Regions from separate parts of the Mus musculus genome. Here region 1 is linked to region 2. The links are chromatin contacts, called in public Hi-C maps. All regions are on one chromosome and are shown on one strand. Each heading gives the region's core, a stretch centred on a gene start, on an enhancer-like site or on the middle of the called end of the contact. The rest is flanking DNA. Distances are from core to core; before and after follow the strand shown. Region 1 overlaps Gm30530 (a long non-coding RNA gene). Region 2 has its middle 50 kb from the start of Gm41499.

What was found. A called contact is a pair of places that touch in the nucleus more often than the background predicts.
Region 1: a Hi-C map of the C2C12 cell line shows a contact between it and region 2, with 1.7 times the contacts expected there. The contact joins two enhancer-like sites. A contact is called at or near these places in 4 of 484 Hi-C or Micro-C datasets (the C2C12 cell line, brown adipocytes and nephron progenitors) and 1 of 115 datasets of contacts at active chromatin or transcription factors (fibro-adipogenic progenitors).

The regions. Positions count from the first base shown.
Region 1 is chr16:93,185,385-93,188,084 of GRCm38.p6, forward strand. All of the region lies in intron 2 of Gm30530 (a long non-coding RNA gene), which reads right to left. Among named protein-coding and RNA genes, the nearest start is that of Gm30530, 7.1 kb to the right of the region's middle. Within about 2 kb of position 1,382, at least 31 of the 459 cell types and tissues checked have an H3K27ac peak or open chromatin away from gene starts, as enhancers often do. A contact at or near this core is called in the C2C12 cell line, where this site is marked.
Region 2 is chr16:93,005,494-93,008,193 of GRCm38.p6, forward strand. No RefSeq gene overlaps it. Among named protein-coding and RNA genes, the nearest start is that of Gm41499, 50 kb to the left of the region's middle. Within about 2 kb of position 1,303, at least 58 of the 459 cell types and tissues checked have an H3K27ac peak or open chromatin away from gene starts, as enhancers often do. A contact at or near this core is called in the C2C12 cell line, where this site is marked.

The DNA.
Region 1 (2,700 bases), core at 132-2,631, 180 kb after region 2:
CGGCAGGCAAAGTGCTTGCCACACAAGCAAGGACAAGAGTCCTTAACCCCTGTGTAAGCGCCACGCAGGCATGACAGCCTTCCTGTGGTTCCAGCTCTGGCAAGGCAGGGACAGAGGACCCTGGGGACAAGAGCTAGTGAGACCAGCAGTGTTAGCCAGCTCTGGGATGAAGTGAGAGACCTGCCTCAAGGGAAAAAGATGGAGATCGAAGGAGGAAGTCGCCCGGTGTCAGCATCAGGCCTTCACATGTACACACATACACAGGCACATGCATGTACACACGCATGCACATGCACACACATGCCCCTACACAAATACAAACAAATACACACATGCCTACAGACAAAACAAAAACCTTGATGGAGAATGCCATTAGCATCTAATGGCTGAAGATCAGGGATACTCCTGAGCAGCCTACAATATGCGGGACAATGTGCCAGCAAGGAAAAAAAAAAAAGCCAGGTCCAGTGTGACCACATTGCTGGGGCTGAAACACTGTGGTCCGTGTAGCAAATGTGGAAGTTTGAATGAAAATGGCTCCCACAGACTCATTGGGAATGGCATTATTGGAGGTGTGGCCTTGTTGAAGGAAGTGTGTCACTGGGGATGGGTTTGGAGGTTTCAGATGCTCAAGCCAGGCTCAGCACACACCTCTCTCATTCCCACCCACCCCCCTCTCCCTGTTGCGTGCTGATCCAACTTTACAGCTTTTGGCTCCTTCTCCAATACCATGACTGACTGCATGCTACCATGCTTCTTGCTGTGATAATATTAGACTAAACCTCTGAAACTGTAAAGCCAATACCAATCACATGATTTTCCTTATAAGAGTAGCCATAGTCCTGGTGTCTCTTCACAGCAACAGAAACCGCTAAGACAGAGATGACTAAATTTGAAAAGGAAAAAAATAAATAAACATGGCAACTTACACACCAGGTTGTCCACATAGCTTTAATCTCTGAAGAATGGGAGCAGAGGTGGGGTTGAGATCCTGATAGAGTGAATGAGAACAGTACCCACCCACCAGCTTCCCACTATCCTTTGGCATCTTTATCCTCCATGCTTAGACATGGCTTAGTGAGGGAACTTCACTAAAAAACTGTGCTCTGCGCAGATGGAAGAATATAAATTGGAGTTGGGAGAAAAAGCCAACTTAAAGGTCACATGGGTTAGGGAAATGATAACTTAGCCAGTTTGGCCTTTGGCAAATCTACACAACAGTGCTTGGATTCCCATGTATAATCTAAATTAACATGAGTTAACCTCAATCTCTTGCAACCTTCATATCAGGAGTTTGGTATTTTTATTGCACTAGAGGGAGTTCAGTTTTAAACAGAGCAGCGTGCCGGTATGAATGTAGCCAGTGAGTCACTGGCTGTGTGAGTCTGAGCAGACTGGCTTTGCTAGTCATTCCCTGGAGTTTGGCTTATACCCTGCAGCTCAGAGAGCACATAACCCACACATCAGCCTTCCTTATATGTGGATATACATCCCGGTACATGTACGGAAAGTGACAGTTTCTCTCCTACACATACATGCTAATGATAAAGCTTAAGCTTTGAGTTAAGCGCAGTAAGAGACAGTCACTAACAATAAATACGAGCAACTAGAACACCCATGATAAAGTCCACATGCCTATGTTTGAAGCAATGAAGACATTATCTAAAATAACTAAAGGAGGTTTTGAAGACTTTTGCAAGCATGAAGAACTGCAATGCATCCCGTGAACTACACATGCATGTGTGTTGTGTGCATGTGGTCATGTCAGCATGAGTTCACGTGTACACATACATGTGAAAGCCAGAGGACAACTTAAGATGTCATCTACTTGGCTTTTTGAGACAGGGTTTCTCCCTGGTCTGGAACTCACTAAGGAGACTAGCATGGCTGGCCTAAGAGCCAGAGGGGACCACTGTCTCTACCTTCTCACTGCATATGGTATGAGCTCTGGGGACCACACCAGCATTTTATCATCTGAACCATCTCCCTAGATCCCTAGTTCTTTCTTCCTTGTAGCCTCTGGGTGTCCTGTGGAGCCAGGGTTGTTGTCAGCCAAGGAAGGATACAGAGGGCACATTGGTTGAAGTGAGCCATAAAGCACTGGCACTCACGTGGCAGGTGGGGAGAAGCCACCGAGTGACCAGTCACCATCATCACTGAATGTCAAATGTCACTTGCATGGACACTACATATAGATGAAAGCCCAGGAAGGCAGAGACTGCTACAGGAGGCAAATACATTCTCATATTCATCTGGAAAATAAAAGCACAATTGTGATTTCTGACTCTTCCCAGACTCAGCCTTCTGTCAAGCTTCACGCGCATCCTCCAACACTTGGGCATAGCCAAGCGGCACTTTGTGCTCACCTCTGTGGCACATGCTCACGCTCTTTCTCTCTGACCTCTGCCATCCCTCCCTCCCTACACCCTCACGGTCTTATTTTACTCTGGAATGTTCCCTCACTAGCCTGAACACTCCATGGTTCTCAGTATGAGTCTCAGTTGTACATACATGGGGTTTTCATAGACACACCTTTGTCCCCTGACCTTAGTCTGACCGTGCATTCAGTGTCATATGAGGTGAACGGAAACTGGTCTCCCTATCCCTGACTGTGAGACACGCATGATCTGAGCACCTCTTTTTAAAACTCCCTCTGGTGTCGGTGTCTTTTGACTAGGAGCTGTCCATATGATTGCATTT
Region 2 (2,700 bases), core at 53-2,552:
AGGATGCTCCTCCTCTTCCGTCCACTCCCCCCCACTCCCCCCCCCACCCCACCCCCCACCCCCCGGCCAAGATCAATTCTGCCGGTATTTATTAATCGTCTACCACCAGCTAGACATCGGGCAGGCAACACTGACACCATGTCTGTTCTTGGGAAATTTCCCCTCCCATGTTCCTCTTTGGGCTCTATAAAACAGGCGGCCAGACTACTCTCTTTTGAACTCTGAATCCGTTTTCTCAGAAGAAGAAGAGCCCTCAGAAAGCTGTTTCCTGTCTCTGAGCTCCCTGTGAACTCGATGGTTGATAAATGCTCATCTAATTGGCCAAACACAACTTTAAACATTTTATTTAAGGAAATAAATCATTGTTTCATTTTTTTTTTAAAGTTCTACCTTTCTGCTCTTTCAGAGTTAATATTTGGGAGCTTATCACAAAATGAACTTGATTATAGGGGACACAAATTGGCCATCAGGATCACAATCCCAGTGCACTGGGAATCCTGTGCCTAGATAGCAGAGGAATGGAATTTGAATCTGATAATTGTTAATGACAGGAAAAGAAAAAAAAAAAAAGATTGTTTCTTCTTTGCTGAGCCATCACCCACCTGCAAGGAACAAATTAAAGATATTTACCTTTAAAAGCCTTTGAAAGCTATTTAAAGAAAAATAGACAAAAAGTGAAGTGGAGGATTGAGTCACAATTGAATTTGTTGAAGTAATTAAGTCCCTCCCTCCCTGAACAATTATGTTTAATAATAAACATCTAGGATGCCATTTTTATATTCTTTAGTGCCCTTCATGGTAGTGCTGTTATATAAGCTCACAAACTCAAGTGTGCTTTCCCCTCTTCCCCTAGCCTACCCGTGGTCTTTATTGTTGTTTGATTGAGTCACCTTGTAAAATTATAATCTTTTGTAGAAATATATTTCTAGATGAGCAAGCCCCTCTGGGCTCCTGCAAGCCTCACCTTCGCTGAGCGAGCGACTGACTGGCATGAGGAGCGCGCAGGATCGAGCTCTTGACCCATAATTTTCTATGAGAAAATGATCAGGAAAGCTGGCGAGGCAGCGTGTGTGGAGCCGGTCCAAGGGACCCAGCCTCCCCTCTGTTGTTTCAAACAGTCAACAGCTGCCCGGCCTGTTTTTCCCATCACACTTCAGGATTGCGTTAGAAAAAAATTCACCTTATAAAAAAAAAATCATGAAAACTGAGAACAGGGAAGCGACCGAGCGGAGGCCACTGTGTGGTGAGTTGCTGCTGTCATCCCGGGCTCTGCTCCTGGGCTTGGCACCTGCCCCAGGGGGCTGCATTCCCTGCCCAGCAGGGAGTTCCAGCTGACCTGCTGAGAATGTCCCGTGTGAGTCACCGCCTTTAACTCCATCAGCGCCATTTGCTGCCCACTTGGATGTTTCTGAACAGCTGCTTGGCTCTGAACTCATCCAGTAACTGGAAATGCGGCCGTTGTCTGGCTAATTTTCAAAAAATGGAGTCAGAGGCAGGGTTAGGGAGAAAGAGAAAAGCACAAACCCAGTCAAGAAAGACAGACAGCTAGCTATCTTTACCCCTCGATGGCTTTGAATTCCTTGGAAATCAAATGGCAAGGTCAAATAAACCCAGTTTGTCCCTTTCTTTCTTTCTGTCGCTTACTGTTTGCCTAAGGAAGTTGGGTGCGATCTCATATGGGATTTCATGGTATCTAAAAATTTACCTCCCTCAAGGAGCCTGTCTGATCGTCATGCTTTTAAACTTACCCATCCCGTTTTCCAAACACAACAGTGAATATTTCCCTTGCTCTGGAAACGTTTTTCACATTTGAAGTTCATTTTTAACTCCATCAACAACTTTTAAGAGGCTTCAATTGAACAAGTTTCTGGCCTACACATTAACCAGGATATTTGAGAAACATTAGACATGATCCCTGGATACAGGAATTTGTAATGAAATGGAGAGAGAGAGAGAGAGAGAGAGAGAGAGAGAGAGAGAGAGAGAGAGACAGAGACAGAGAGACAGAGACAGAGAGACAGAGACAGAGAGACAGAGAGAGAGAGAGAAACCCTGATTCAAATGGATTTCAAATGGATGGTCCAGGAACAATATGGGGGAGGTGGGAAGTGCCAGACGCCTGCTAGAGCTATTTGGGCTTCTGAAGTTCAGAGCAATGCTCTGGAAAGCTGCTTTTCAATCTAGAATGATGGTAACCAATATTAACAAGTGAAATTGAATTGACTCTGTAAACGTGAACAGTGTCAGAGCTGGGCACACAGCCCAGGGGTCTGTTAAAGGCTAAACACTTACAGGGTCACAGGGCTTCACTGGATGGGAAGTCTGTGATCATTGTGTGCATCTTCCTATGCATTAACACAGGCAGACATTAAAGAGAAAAATCTCTTCCATCACCAGAGACACTGCAGGGATGGCAGACAGTTCATAGGTCACGAATCCACTGTACTGTATCTGGGATCCAGTCCTTACTTGAAGGTGGGAGAGTAGATACATGGGAGAGAGAAGACACTTTGATTTGTGAAGATCTGATCTGCACGTTCTCTATTTCCTTTCTTGAAAGGAAATCTTAGAGGACAATAAAGAAAAACAGAGTCCTCTATTTTTGTCTTAGCTTTTCATGTGGCTGCCACAAAACACTTGTTAGGAGCAACTGAATAGAGGAGAGGTTCAGCTCAGGCCGTCAGAGACAGTCCACCACAC